Regions from separate parts of the Rattus norvegicus genome. Here regions 1, 2 and 3 are each linked to region 4. The links are chromatin contacts, called in public Hi-C maps. All regions are on one chromosome and are shown on one strand. The core of a region is the stretch at or near the end of the contact, and the rest is flanking DNA. Distances in the headings are between cores, read along the strand shown. Region 1 has its middle 330 kb from the start of Adamts9. Region 2 overlaps LOC120102344 (a long non-coding RNA gene). Region 3 overlaps LOC102555978 (a long non-coding RNA gene). Region 4 overlaps Adamts9 (ADAM metallopeptidase with thrombospondin type 1 motif, 9).

The links. A called contact is a pair of places that touch in the nucleus more often than the background predicts.
Region 1: a contact with region 4 is called in a Hi-C map of Schwann cells, with 5 times the contacts expected there. The contact joins two enhancer-like sites. A contact is called at or near these places in 2 of 12 Hi-C or Micro-C datasets (the A7r5 cell line and Schwann cells).
Region 2: a contact with region 4 is called in a Hi-C map of Schwann cells, with 9 times the contacts expected there. The contact joins two enhancer-like sites. A contact is called at or near these places in 2 of 12 Hi-C or Micro-C datasets (the A7r5 cell line and Schwann cells).
Region 3: a Hi-C map of Schwann cells shows a contact between it and region 4, with 6 times the contacts expected there. The contact joins two enhancer-like sites. A contact is called at or near these places in 3 of 12 Hi-C or Micro-C datasets (Schwann cells, kidney and mammary epithelial cells).

The regions. Positions count from the first base shown.
Region 1 is chr4:127,350,443-127,353,946 of GRCr8, reverse strand. No RefSeq gene overlaps it. Among named protein-coding and RNA genes, the nearest start is that of Adamts9, 330 kb to the right of the region's middle. Within about 2 kb of position 1,681, at least 12 of the 93 cell types and tissues checked have an H3K27ac peak or open chromatin away from gene starts, as enhancers often do. A contact at or near this core is called in Schwann cells, where this site is marked.
Region 2 is chr4:127,248,037-127,251,417 of GRCr8, reverse strand. LOC120102344 (a long non-coding RNA gene) reads left to right here. Exons shown (of 5, transcript XR_010065878.1): 2 at 1-3,381. Among named protein-coding and RNA genes, the nearest start is that of Adamts9, 230 kb to the right of the region's middle. Within about 2 kb of position 1,302, at least 4 of the 93 cell types and tissues checked have an H3K27ac peak or open chromatin away from gene starts, as enhancers often do. A contact at or near this core is called in Schwann cells, where this site is marked.
Region 3 is chr4:127,148,947-127,152,071 of GRCr8, reverse strand. The region is part of intron 2 of LOC102555978 (a long non-coding RNA gene); the gene reads right to left. LOC134486615 (a long non-coding RNA gene) reads right to left here. Exons shown (of 2, transcript XR_010065879.1): 2 at 2,667-2,807. Among named protein-coding and RNA genes, the nearest start is that of Adamts9, 130 kb to the right of the region's middle. Within about 2 kb of position 1,776, at least 6 of the 93 cell types and tissues checked have an H3K27ac peak or open chromatin away from gene starts, as enhancers often do. A contact at or near this core is called in Schwann cells, where this site is marked.
Region 4 is chr4:126,861,926-126,865,528 of GRCr8, reverse strand. It overlaps Adamts9 (ADAM metallopeptidase with thrombospondin type 1 motif, 9), which reads left to right. Exons shown (of 39, transcript NM_001107877.1): 37 at 2,764-2,950. The coding sequence ends at 2,907. Among named protein-coding and RNA genes, the nearest start is that of Adamts9, 160 kb to the left of the region's middle. Within about 2 kb of position 2,253, at least 6 of the 93 cell types and tissues checked have an H3K27ac peak or open chromatin away from gene starts, as enhancers often do. A contact at or near this core is called in Schwann cells, where this site is marked.

The DNA of each region.
Region 1 (3,504 bases), core at 432-2,931, 490 kb before region 4:
CTTATTTGCCCCTTGTCTCTGTGTACACTGGAACCAGCTAACTAAAATTTAGAGGGTGGGATTCCATTGGAAGAGGTTGTATTTTAAACATTATGGTGGCCTCTAATCCATGGGCATTTAAGTAATCTTAATAACTCTTAATCAGATTCTTGTAAGCTCTTCGAACATCTTTACCTCTTGAGTTAGATTTCTCCTTACAAAGTTTTTATACTATCTTCTTAAATCTACATTTTTGATTTCTAGTTTATCATAGAACAGTTGGGTTTATAGATTGATTTTATACCCAGTAAGTTTATATAATTAGGTAAATCAAAATAAAATAAAAATATTTTAGGCTTTATGAACATGAAGTCATCATTTTAAAAATGGAACTTCTTTTTCCCCCTTTCTAATGGTTATGGCATTTATTTATTTATTTATTTATTTATTTATTTATTTATTTATTTATTTTTGGCCATTTCATTGTATGAATACCATCATAGTATTCATTAGTTTTCTTCCTATAACTGTGATAAATAGCATGACTAAAAACAACTTGGTGTGGGAAGGGTTATTTGGCTTACTCTTCCAGATCACCGTCCACCATTGAGGGATCCAAGGTATGAACTCAACCAGGGCAGGAACTTGGAAGTAGGAACTGAAGCAGAGACCATGGGAGAATGATGCTTATTGGTTTGCTCCTTGTGACACTCTCGGTTTGCTTTTTATACAACCCAGGACCACGTTCTCAGGGGTGGTACTGCCCCCAGCGACCCCCCCCATCAATAATTAATAAGAAAATACCCTCACAGACTTGCCTACAGGCAATTTGATGGAGATATTTTCTCAATTGAGATTCTGTTTTCAAGGATTATTCTAGTTTGTATCAAGTAGACAAAAACTATCTTGCACATTGATTATTTTGCTGATTGGAACTTTTGGGATGTTACTGGAATTGGCACATCTATTTTACCATATTCAATTAATTAAAGTAAGTCAGTAGGCCAGCCCAGAGTCAGTAGAGGGTGTGTCAAGTAAAGTTATGGTGCTGGATTTTTATTTTTGAAGCATTTATATATGAAGCATCATTGGTTAATTATGGTCAATATAAAATATATTACAGTCAGTTTTATTCTCAAATGTCCATCTGTTCCTTGGATAACTGCAGTAAACTCAACTTGGTCATGAGGAATCATCTCCTATATGTGTGGTGTGTTTGTGCGAGTGCTTGTTTGTGTGAATGCACATGTTATGCACATGTATATAGAAACCATCGAGGCTGACTGTTCAGCGAGCCCTTGGATCTCCTAGTCTCTGTTTCCCCACTCTGGAACTACAAGTGTGCATCACTGAACCCTACATTTTTGTATGGATTCTGGGGCTCAAACCTTCACACACAGGCAGCAAGTACTTTATTAACTTTGCTATCACCAAGTCATAATGCATTCTTTTTAACTCTTGTGTATTATTGGCTCATTTGTTAATTTTCCCTCTGTAATACAGTTTTTAAATGGTGAGATGCCTTTGCCTTGAAAAGAATTCAGTGTCACCCACATATGCTAGTAGCTGATGCACTCCATTTTCTCCTAGCCACATGTCCATCGAGACTGGAATTCCTTGATCTTTCTTTCAGATCCATTGAGCCAGCCCCAGTGCTCTCAGCCTGGCAGCACCGTGGAATCTATGATTTCACTCCGTGAGTCATCCTGATCCTTGTGGATGGTGCCACCTTCACACAAAAGCATTCGTCACACCCATCACTGGCAGTGAAATGAATGTCCCAGAAAGCCCCCTCTTCTATACAACATCACAATAGCTTCTCTGGAAGGATTGTGACAGCAGCTTCCTTATGCAGCTCAATAAACACAGGGTGACTCAATGCCTCCCACGGGGAAGGAGATGCTTCTTTTCAGTGATTACTATGGTCTCTCTCTTTTCTTTCACTCACTCATTTGCTGATCATAACTTCCGTTAATTTCATGAAAAGATCAGAATACCACCATAAGGTTATTAGAATGCCATTTGGTTATTGCCACAATAGATGCTATTTGAAATATTAGAATTTAACGTATGTTGGACACTGTGCTTTGCATATGATGGCAAGCTAGACATTCGCAAAATTGGAGCACCATCCCTTCATTTGCAAGGTTTCTAACTCTGTGCTGGGCAGTTTTATGTCAACTTGACACAGATAAAGTGTCAAGTTCCTTCTGAGAGGAAGGAACTTCAAGAAGGGCTTGCTGAGACCCCAAAAGTACAACAATGCCAAGCACCCAGAGCTTCCCGGGACTAAGCCACTACCTAAAGACTATACATGGACTGACCCTGGACTCTGACCTCATAGGTAGCAATGAATATCCTAGTAAGAGCACCAGTGGAAGGGGAAGCCCTGGGTCCTGCTAAGACTGAACCCCCAGTGAACTAGACTGTTGGGGGGAGGGCGGCAATGGGGGGGAGGATGGGGAGGGGAACACCTATAAAAAGGGAAGGGGTAGGGGTTAGGGGGATGTTGGCCCGTAAACTAGGAAAGGGAATAACACTAGAAATGTAAATAAGAAATACTCAAGTTAATAATAATAATAATAATAATAATAATAATAATAATAATAAAGGGCTTGCTGACAGGAGCCTGGTAATAAGCTGTCTCCTGAGAGCCTCTGCTAGCACCTGACCAATACAGATGCAGATAATCACAGTCAACCATTGGACTGAGAACAGGGACCCCAATGGAAGAGTTAGGGGAAAGACTGAAGGTGCTGAACGGGATTGTAACCCCATAGGAAAAACAAAAATATCAACTAATTGGACCACCCCGAGCCCCCAGGGATTAAGCCACCAACTAAAGAGTACACATGGAGGGACCCTTGGCTCTAGCTACATATGTAGCAGAGGATGGCCTTATCTGACATTAATGGGAGGGAAGGCCCTTGGTCCTATGGAAGCTTGAAACCCCCCACATAAGGGGATGCTAGAGTGAGTAGGGAATGGGTATGTGGATGGAGGAGCACACTCATAGAGGCAAAGGGGAGGAGAGATGGGATGGGGTTTGCAGAGGGGAAACCGGGTAGGGTGATAACAATTGAAATGTAAATAAATAAAATAACCAATTACAAAAATGCTTCCAGAAGACCATGTTGTAGGGTTGTTGTTGTTGTTGCTGTTGTTGTTGTTGTTTGTTTTGTTTTTTTAAATTAGTGATTGACTGGGAAAAGGGCCTGGCACTTTGTGGATGGTGCCAGCCCTGGCCTGGTGGTCCTGGATTCTATATGAAAGCAAGAAAGCAGGCTGAGCAAGCTACGAGGAACAATCCAGTAAGCAGCACTCCTCCATGGCCTCTGTATCAACTTCTGCCTCTAGGATCCTGCCCTGTTTGAGTTTCTGCCTTGGTGTCCTTTGATGATTGTCTTAGTCAGTGTTCTATTACTGTGAAAAGACACCACGTCTACAGGAACTCTTAAAAGGGAAAGAATTTAACTAGGGCTTACTTACATGGTTTAGAGGTTTAGTCCACGGTCAGCATGGCAG
Region 2 (3,381 bases), core at 53-2,552, 390 kb before region 4:
CCCCAGACTGTGAAAGGCATCCTGGAAGCTGGAGACCATGAGGAGTGGGGTGGAATTTGGAGAGCAGAGTAAACAATACTTCAGGCTGGAGGAACGGATGAGAAGAAACAGAGGACAGACAGCAGAACTGAGATGACAGAACTATAGACCCTGCCTCCATCCCTCACAGCCAGTCAGATGCAGATGGTGGGAACAGTTTCTATCCTAAGCACTTAACCCTGGGTTCTGGCTTGCTGTTAGGGTATCTGTGAATTTTGTGAATTCTTATGTTCATTGTGGGAGGGGGACAGTGAGCCTCTCTACTTTTTTGTCATGGCCTCCAAAATTCTCAAGAGTTTTTCGGTGTCTTTGGTTTCATTATCCCAGCCTCCTATTTTGTTTCTTTCGATATCTGATTTCTTTTTCTTTCCTTTCATTACAAAAAGAATTCAATTTTCACAATCTGGAAAGAAAACAAAATTTCTCAGAATGATTAGATTAACTTGCCCAAGGATGCTCGGTAAAATCAGGCCTCTGAGGTCAAGGTTTAACGCCCACCCGAGCTCTTTGCCAAACTCTGTGCTTCCTCACATGGTTTCCATGTCCTCCTTGGCTCAGAGTGTTGTGTCCCCCACCAGGACTTTATCATCTCAGTTCAGTAAAACACTAGTTGGGTATTTCTCCCGGTCACTGACCATGACTTGTATGCACATTTTTTCCCTTTGACACTTGGCCCCGTTACCCGTGTGCTGTCCTCAAGAGTCACTGGAACTTGTGGAAAGTGAGATGGCTTTCCAGGCCTTCAGTGCAACCCTTGCTTATAGCAGAGTATTTCCTTGCACTAGTAAGGTATAAAGCGATGTTCAAAAGCAGCACCACCCTTTAAAAACTGAGCCTACTGGCGAGTCCTCTGCTGCTTCACAATTATTTACCGACCACCTTTCCTTCTTTCTTCATTGTGCAACGGCATGATGAAGACGATAAGCAAAGCTTATCTCCTCCCCTCCTCCTGTCATTGAACAACTCATGGCTAGCCTGGCTTCCTCTTAGCCCCTTTCTTCCACAGCCCCTACTCAGATTGTTTTGTAACCAATGGTATACATCATACAATTTTGCCTTTAAACATTTCAGCATTGTTCAGGGTTTTAAATAGGCTTTGATATATATAAATAGCCCGGGGCACTTGCCAGGTCACAGAAAAGTTTGATGTTCTAGAATACCACATGGGGCAGTTGGATCGGAGCAGCCCGGAGGTTTTCCTCTGAAACATGTCTTTGTTCCGTTGCGTTCGTTAAAGTCTCTTGGATTGTGTGAACTACCGTTTGAGTCAGCTCTGTGGAATTAACTGTACAAGCTCAGTTCTGTTATCCAGCTTGTTCTGTAAGTAAGTCCGTGTGGGCTCCAGCACTGACAGCATGGTAAGGAATCCTTTGAACATAAACTGAATTTCACGTTCACTTACTCACAATTTCACCCCTGAGAGGCTCAGATGGACGCAGAAAGTAGTGCCCAAAGACTTGAACTTCGTGGGAACATGCCCAACACACACTGGGACACCCACCATCCATCTCAGCTCCACAGGTAGAGTAGACCACACCCACACACATCTGTACTACAGCTAGGGTTTGGAGAAGCCCCTTCCACCACTTTCCAGTAACTAACAGGCAGCTCCTTGCCCACACTCACGTCCACAGGCAAATGCCAGGTCATTTGCAGAGCTGACTACAGTGTGTGTTAATGTACTCACATATCTACAAAACATTTAACGTGAGCTACATTGTACTAGTATTTAATCAGATTTTTATCATCTTGCTTTCCTTTCTGTAATGTAACTCTAACACATTTTTGAGTGTTGTTCATAAATCCTGGGTTTCTCAGCCTTAGCCCTACTGAGTTGCCGGCGGGGTAAATCTTTGCTAGGGATCAGTGGAGAGCCTGTGTATCACAGGACATTTAGTAGCAGTCTGTCTTGGCCTTTATCCACCACGAATGCTAAATTCTGATCTCCCCTACCACACCTTAGCAACCAAAAAAAATTATTATAGATATTGTAAATATCCCCTAGGAATATGGGTAAAAACCACAGATTTTTCTGAGTACCTGGAAATGGTTGCCTTAATTCTGATTCCTATAATCTTTGTGGTGTTTATCACATTGCTCTGCATAGTATGATGAGTTTTAGGACTATGTGTGCACTGTAGAAGAGCTGATTCAAAGCTTTGCACAAGTATCTTTGCATAGGTCCTCAAGCTAACACAACTTATGGCTTGCTATAGTAGTCATCTACAAGCTGTACATCAAGCTTGAAATGCAGACTCTCAACTTAAGATCATTGATTGATCCTTATTTTCAAAGTCTGTAGACCTTGAACCATACCAATGTTGGCATTTAGACTAGGCTGTGCCTCACAGTTACCTGACAACAGCCAGGTACGCCTGACTCACTATAAAAGGGGCTGCTTGCCCCTCCCTCTCTTGCTCTCTTGTTCTTGCTCTGTCCTCTCCACTACTGATCTCCCTCCCCCTCCCGCTCACTCTCTATGTGCTCGTGGCTCCTCTCTCTCTCTCTCTCTCTCTCTCTCTCTCTCTCTCTCTCTCTGCTTTTCTCTCAACTCCCCTCCCCATGCCCTGAATAAACTTTATACTATACTGTCTTATGGCTGGTCCCTCAGTTGGGGGAAGGGATGCCTCACCATAGGCCTCATACGCATCCCCTTCCCCCACACCTTACCTCACCTCCACCAAACATATTCCTTCTCTATTTTTATAAAACAAACACCAAGTTTCTGACAGCAATAGCTTCCTACCATTTACTGAGACAACTCACTATGCTCTACCCCTCACAACCTATGTCACATTTAACCCTCCCAAGAGCTGCTTCTGGGAGTCATTGTCCATCACTCCTAATCCCCAGGTCTTTAATAGACAAAAACTCTAAGGAAGAATACGAGACCCTGAAAATGGAGCTATCTGCTTGATGTCCACCCTCGACCTAAAAAAAACAGAGGCATCAAGCCAGGGTCCTAAACTATCTTTTCTGTCCTAGGAACCTCTTCCCTTAAGGATACAAGCAGCTACTTCTTAAGTACCTGTGAACATTTCCAAGGTAGCACATATTCAGAAGAGTCAGAAGTTCTTACCCAAAGCAGCTAAGTGAGACAAAAATCATCTCATAGGGTTATATAGAAACTGTATGCTACTGCTACAAATAAGACAACAGTAAGGGGACGAATTATATAGAAATGTGCTCATATGTTAAGGGTTTTTTATGTTTATTATTATTGTATCTGTGTGTGCTGACCGTGTCAGTGAGGTTGTATGCATATCACAGCATTCACATGGAGGTCAGAGGGCAACTGTCAAGGGCTGGCTCTCTTTCCACATCCAGGTAACCAGGTTCGCA
Region 3 (3,125 bases), core at 527-3,026, 290 kb before region 4:
GGAAGGAAGTGAGAGTGCATCAGGGAGCGAAAAGGCAGAGACTCTGAGCTGGAACTTACCTGCAAAGGTGACTTACAGGGATCCTGGTCATCCATCTCAGCGCATTCCCAAGGTTGTAAGGTTAAACTGGGGTATTCTTTAAATCATAAAACCTGTATCGGGTTTGTCTGTTTTTCCGATCTTAAGCTATTTAAGGCTTCCTCTACTGAAATATGTTTCCTACCACCCCAATGCTTCATCTTAGTCCTCAGGACTTCAACAAGAAGACGACTCTGACTCATTGTTGAAGTGTTGATCCTGACAGCACAGTGAACACTGCTAACTGTGTGCTAGCGAGGAAGAATAACATTACCGGTAGCGACCAACTTCCACATGTCTGCACTGGTCAGCTACTGTGCTCGATTGGGCAGCGCTCTTTCAGTCATCCAGGGACACTGGGGTAAACAGGACTAACCTGTCCTCATTACACAGGACAATTAAAGTGCTCAAACCCCTACCTAAGGCCGCACAGGGCCAACACATGTCAGAGGTGAGGTTGTAAGCCTGGGGTATGATCTCAAAATCTTAGTCTGCCATCACCAGAAATAAAATGACAGTCCCACAATAGTCTACCCAAAGCATTTGCTGATGTAAGCATGTTCTTATTTCTGAGCCTGGAACAGAAGAGAGGAACTGGATAGTTTTAATAAAATATATTAGTAAGATGCCCCAAATGTCACACATTAGAGAACATTTTATTCCCTTAGGTTGGGAGGATGATGGAGACTTACATAGAGAGGGTATTTTCAGAAGGACTTAAAGACTGACTAGGAGCCTGCCAGACAGAAACTAAAGGAAGTACGCCAAAGACCACACAGACAACAATAAAAGTCTGCAGTATTCTGACAAAATAAATGCCTAGCCTAGATCGCTAATCCTCATGATTTAGTTCAACTGAACTCACAGGATTTTTTTTTTCTTCAACAAACTAAGGAGGCAGCCAAGTCCTTGGGGCTTCTGATGAACTAAAAATTTGCATTTCTAGTGAATTTTCATGTGCAGCTTTTGACTACTCTGCTGAGAGAGCCTGTGCCCCAAACCAAAGACCTATCTGGAACCCCCACCACTTGTGTGTGTACAGGAGAGAGATGCCAGGGTCAGCAAGCCCTGTTCTGAAATTCTCAGAAGACCTGAGGGTTTCTCTGCCTGCAAGGAGCAGTAGTGAAATTTTACTGTTGGTTTGGGGAGCAATTAATACTGAAGCTGTCCAGTGGGAGGAAATAGGAAACCACAGCTTGAGGCTGAGCTAGGGAACCTAGGATTTTATGGCGTTTCTGTCCCCTCAGTGCCCCTATTCACAGGCGGGTGAGGGCCTGAGGCAAGAGTATTTTGAAACACAAGTTCTTTTGTTGTGGGAGTGAGGAGGGAAACGATGTTTTCACAATTCCTCCTCCAATTTTGAGGCTGGGTCTGCTGACTACAGCTTAGTTTGTGTGCTTGTCTCAAGGTACTTCTGCTGACCTCAGCACCCAGCCAGGAGTGAGGAGGGACAGGCAGGAATCCTAGCTGAGAATGACAGGAGTAAGGCCACGGCCAGCTCTGTGGATGCAGCTGGGACAGATGAGAGCCTTGGGAAATCCTTCCACTTCTAATTCAATTTCTATGCTTAGCTCTTGTTTTCCAGGATGGAAAAAATCTAGACTCTGAAAGGTCAGCTTCCAATTGTAGACTCCCTCTCAGACCACACCCACCGGCTCCCACAAGCCCCTGCAGCTCTGAAGGTCACAGCTGCCCAAGAATTGAGGAACAGGAAGCCGCGGAGTCCCTGTCTTCTTTTCACCAGATTGCTTTGCTAGCTGACAGCCATCAGCTGTGCTAGCATTCCCGGCCTGTCCCCTCTGCACCCGCCATACTTGGCATGGAGGATAGGGAAAGAAGGGCAAGCGGTGGCTCCTAGAGATCAGGAAAGGAGATGAAAGCAAGAAGTTCAGGTTCTGCATTTCATTTCGGTGTTCGTTTGTGACGTAGCTGTCTTGCGGCTCTGCAGGAGTCTTGTGGGAATTTCTAGCCATCTAGTTGGCAGTCCTAGGTTACTACACCATTATGTCCCAGAGCCACTTAGTTCAGGACAATCATTAGCCTACTGTTGACCAATAAGGAAGAGACTGACGATTATCTACATGAGAAATACTACCAGAGGCAGCGCGGTCTTGGCTCATCTTCCCCTGGCACCCAGACTGTTATTCCCCAGGTTATGTGATCCACACTTTCTTTGTAGAGATGGAGTATTTTTGTCATTGTGTCTGTTTCACGCAACAACACAATTAGGGGAGGTTGCCTCAACAGAAGAAGCTGATTAAGGTCACAGAGTTATTGTGAAACCATTTGGGAGTTGTGGAAAATGAGTCTCACTGCTAAGCTTTCTTGCTTTAAGAAAAAGAAAAGCCAAGCTGCACCTTGAGTTATCCATCTATAACAGATCATAAAATACCCATAACCTCCCATGTAATTTACTCATCTCAAGAGAGATACTAAATGCTTCTTCCAGGCTCTCAGTACCTTCCCAAGAGTTCGGCGATTTTACGGGATGGGAGGGGGTAGGACTCTGATTCTGCAGCGGGGTAGGGCAGACAGTGGCGAACTGCCAGGATACGTGTCACAATAGAAGACTGTACTTTGCACAGCTCGCAAGCCAGTGGGCGGGAGAGCCTTGTTTTATTTGAGTCCCAGGAAAGCTGCTGTAAATAGGACTGATGGAAACTAAATCCATTTTCAGTAGCAACGAAGACCGCGTTGATGATGCACCTTTGACCCGGATGCCCAATGTCCTGGAGACAGAATCACAAGCCATACTTCAAAAACCGTGCTTTCATGGAGGTATCAACACACAGCTTCGGCTTTCACTTACCTAACACATATCTAATGCAGGTTTCTGCAGAATATGGGTTTCTGCAGAATTATGTGATAAAGGTCAATGGTGTTCCACTCCCTTCATTCAGAATCCGTAACAATTGGATAGAAGACCATTCGTAAAACTCCTCTTGAATTGGCCAAGGTTTGTTTATTTTATCAAATCAATATTTCAAGAATATCAAAATGAGCATTATCTCCTTTGCTACACAGTCTGCTGAGGGTTGGATTGGTTT
Region 4 (3,603 bases), core at 1,004-3,503:
GATTGGAATTTCCATGCCAGCCCCTTCACAGCATCTACATTCTGGGGACTTCAATAACAAAGCAGACCAGGTGTGGCTTCTGCAATGCAGTGAGGTGGAGTGGACAGCAAGTGGGAGGGAGAAAGCAAGCAGCCCTGGGTCACCTGTGATGTGGGACACTCCGCATGGTGGCTCCTGCTCCTCTGAGTAACAGTGACCAGGAGCTCAGGGAGTGACCGGTGGAATCTGGGCACAGTCCTGTGCACTCTCAACACTGCAGAGGCTAAAGCAGGAAGACACCAAGCTCCAGACAGCCTAGGCCAATAATGAGACTTTCTCTCAAAACTCTTTCATTAGGAAGGAGGCAGGGCATGGGGGAGGGACTCTGTGAGGGGAGTACCAGAAGGGGAACAGCAATTGGGATATAAAATGAATGAATAAATGATAATAGGGGAAAATAGTAAGGAAAAATGCCAGCAACAGAAAACTCTGAGAGGAACCTGGCTTGGAAGTCCCAAGCAAGCCATACTTGCAAACACCTTGTTATAAAGCCACTCTATATAAGGAGCACTAACATCTACACAGTATGGTCATTTAAATTATCTAATAATACCTCTCTTTTTCTGCCAGGTAAAAAGCTAGGTACAGTATAGGGAGGCCTTCCATCCCATAGCCTCCTTTGGAAAACAAAGTTTGGTCTCACCTACTTTATGGGTAGGCTGGAGAAGTGAGCCACTTGTCTACCCTCCCTGACACAGATGCAGGAGAGGCCGTTGTGGAATGGATCCACCTTTTGCACCTGCTCCAACATTTCTCAGTGCAGCAGCTTGGACCTGGAGAAGCAGGCCGGATAGCTCTGAGGGGAAAGGGGAACTCTTCTGTTACTTACAGCAATCCCATGGAGTTCTTGGTGTCCAGCTGTTGCATACATCCCTGCCATTGACTGGAGTGTCTCGAACTGTCTGTAGACATTGCCACATTTCTTCGGAAGATGCATCACCCCTACTGGTATCAGTGATTGGTCACTCTGGAAGCAGAAATCTTCTTTCCCATGTCATATTTGTAGTGCCTTAGCTCCAGAAGGATTTGGAAGTCATTATTTCCTATTTATGAAACTTGCAGGGAGAAGAAACTCTGAGGCACTCCTCTTAGAAATTTCACCCAAAGACCTAAGATGTGCTATTTACTGGAAAAAACGGTCAACTTCCAGGGACATGTTACTACCAATAGCTAATATATATACATAGACCAAGTAATACTGAGCCCCTCCCCTAAGTAATTACCATTAAACCAGGGCAAAGAAAACAAGAATTTGTTAGGAAACAGTTAGGAAATTCAGGAGCATTTAGAAATTTAGAAAACACAGAAGTTATACTTGTATTTTTGTTACAGATGCCAGTGTTTCTACTAAGTATCAACAACATGAGAGCTTATTTACTTTCATATTTCTCCCAAGTTTTGTTTAAGGCAAGGTTTCCCTAGGTAATGCAGGTGGCCTGGATCTGACTGCCATCCTCCTCCTCAGTCCTCTGAGCAGTGATATCATAGGCAGGGCCTACCACAGCCAGCTTCTACACTTCTAACTTTATTTACTTCTCATTACTACAGTAAATGAGGGAAGTATGTACATTAACTTCCATTTTAAAGATGGACCAACTGAAGTTTGGAAAGGGCTGAACTAACCCCTCCTTCCCCCCTCCCCTCTTCCCCTCCCTCCCTCCCTCCCTCCCTCCGTCACCCCCTCCCTTGCCTCTCCTCCTCTCTCTCTCCTCCTCCTCCTCCTCCTCCTCCTCCTCCTCCTCCTTTCTCTCTCTCTCTCTCTCTCTCTCTCTCTCTCTCTCTCTCTCTCTCTCTCTTATCTAATCATTGCTGAAGGAGTTAACTCTGACATACTAGGTTTGGTTCTGAGTAACAGCTCTCCGTTATCTCTTTGTTTTAACTTTTTTCAAAGTCGTGGGTTCTCAGTTCTGGGAGAAAGTAATCCTGAGAACATGTTCAGGGTCACAGAACATTCTCAGCTTGGAAACCGCCAGTGTTGGATCTGGTTTTGAGAGAGGGGAGACCGGTTTAGTACTACGGCACTGGCTCCTTAGAGATAAATATCAATATTAAAGGCCCAGACCACACACCCTTGTGGCCTTTGGGAATTCTGTTCCGGAACTAAGTCTGTGTGTGCCCGCGGGCGCGCGCGCGGGCGCTTGGGTGGGGGGGTGTTCAGAAGATGGACTGGGAGTGTGCGCTATCTTCAGCAGGCCAAGAGCGTCCTCTTCTGGCTACCTTTGGAAACGCGCCACTGCTTTGAACTCACACCCAGCGGTGCTTGGTACAGAGTGTGCTTGCTCTTCGCCCCAGGGAACTGGAAGCCCAGGAAACTTTGGCAGCTAGATCTTGTTAGAAAAATTACACTGTGGCATTTTGGTCGTGAAGGAATCCGATAATTGCGAGCAACATCGGGGTTACTGTGCTACGGAGGCTGGCAGGAGGAAGCTTTGAGAGAGGATTTAGAAGTCAGTAAAGACGACCTGAGAGCTTTCTGTGTTCAGGAGGGAGTTAATCGACTGTGATCCAGGGTTTCACCATCTGTAAACAAAATCCCTACCTAGAAATCATGAATGTAACACACCTGGTTCTGACAATGGAACAACAAAATACCTTCAATGATTAGCGGCCATCAAAATTAATTAACACCCTTCTACTTACCAAAGTCCCTTTGAATGTGTCAGCTCTGCCTTGGTTGGTATGTCACACGGGCTGAAAGTCTTTTGTGTTGGCTTTGTGTTCCAGGGCCGTTTTAGCATCAACCTTTATGGGACCGGGCTGTCCTTAACCGAGTCTGCCAGATGGACATCACAAGGGAATTATGCCGTTTCAGACATCAAGAAGTCTCCGGTAAGGCTCTGTATTGCTTGGGGGATGGTTCTTGTTTAACATCTTATGAAGACGGTGGCTCTGTACTGAAGGAGCAGAGCCGGCATGCTTTTCCCATTCACCAAACTTTTGTTCCCCAAAGTGCCAGAGAGAAAATTTAGGACACAAATACGGGAAGGAATTTAGAGGTGGGTGAAACAGGAGAGACTCACTGGTTGAAGCTTTTCCCACCTACTAAATTCGAAGCCATCCAAGCGCCTGGAAAGACTACTGGATCAAAAGGGGTCGGGGCAGGGCTCTAGCATACACACAGCTCAAATATCTTAACTAATCAAATGCAACTTGCCTATTCAAACCTCGAAAAAATTGATGTTTTGGTTTGGTTTGCTCTGCCCAGAAACAGTTGCAGTTCCAGTAGGAAGAGGTTATGGGGTGATATTTTCTGGAAAGTTAGGAATACAATAATCCACTTTTGGGGGGTGGAGGTTGAACCCAGTACACTTAGCATGTCAGCAACCCCAAAGCATTTGGAAGGCAGGAGCTAGGACCCTGGTCTTCTGGGTCCAATTCTGTAGCTGAACAAGCCCCCAAGTGGTTGACAAGCATAGCCCGAGAATCACCCACCCTGTGGAGCCACCTGTTTAATTGTACCCTCTGGTCCCTCTGACTAGGCTGAGGGGATCCAAACCTCTGGGGCTGTGTCTCCATGGTGATCCTAAAGGACAGTGGGGCAGAAACTCCTCCTTAAAGCCCTTC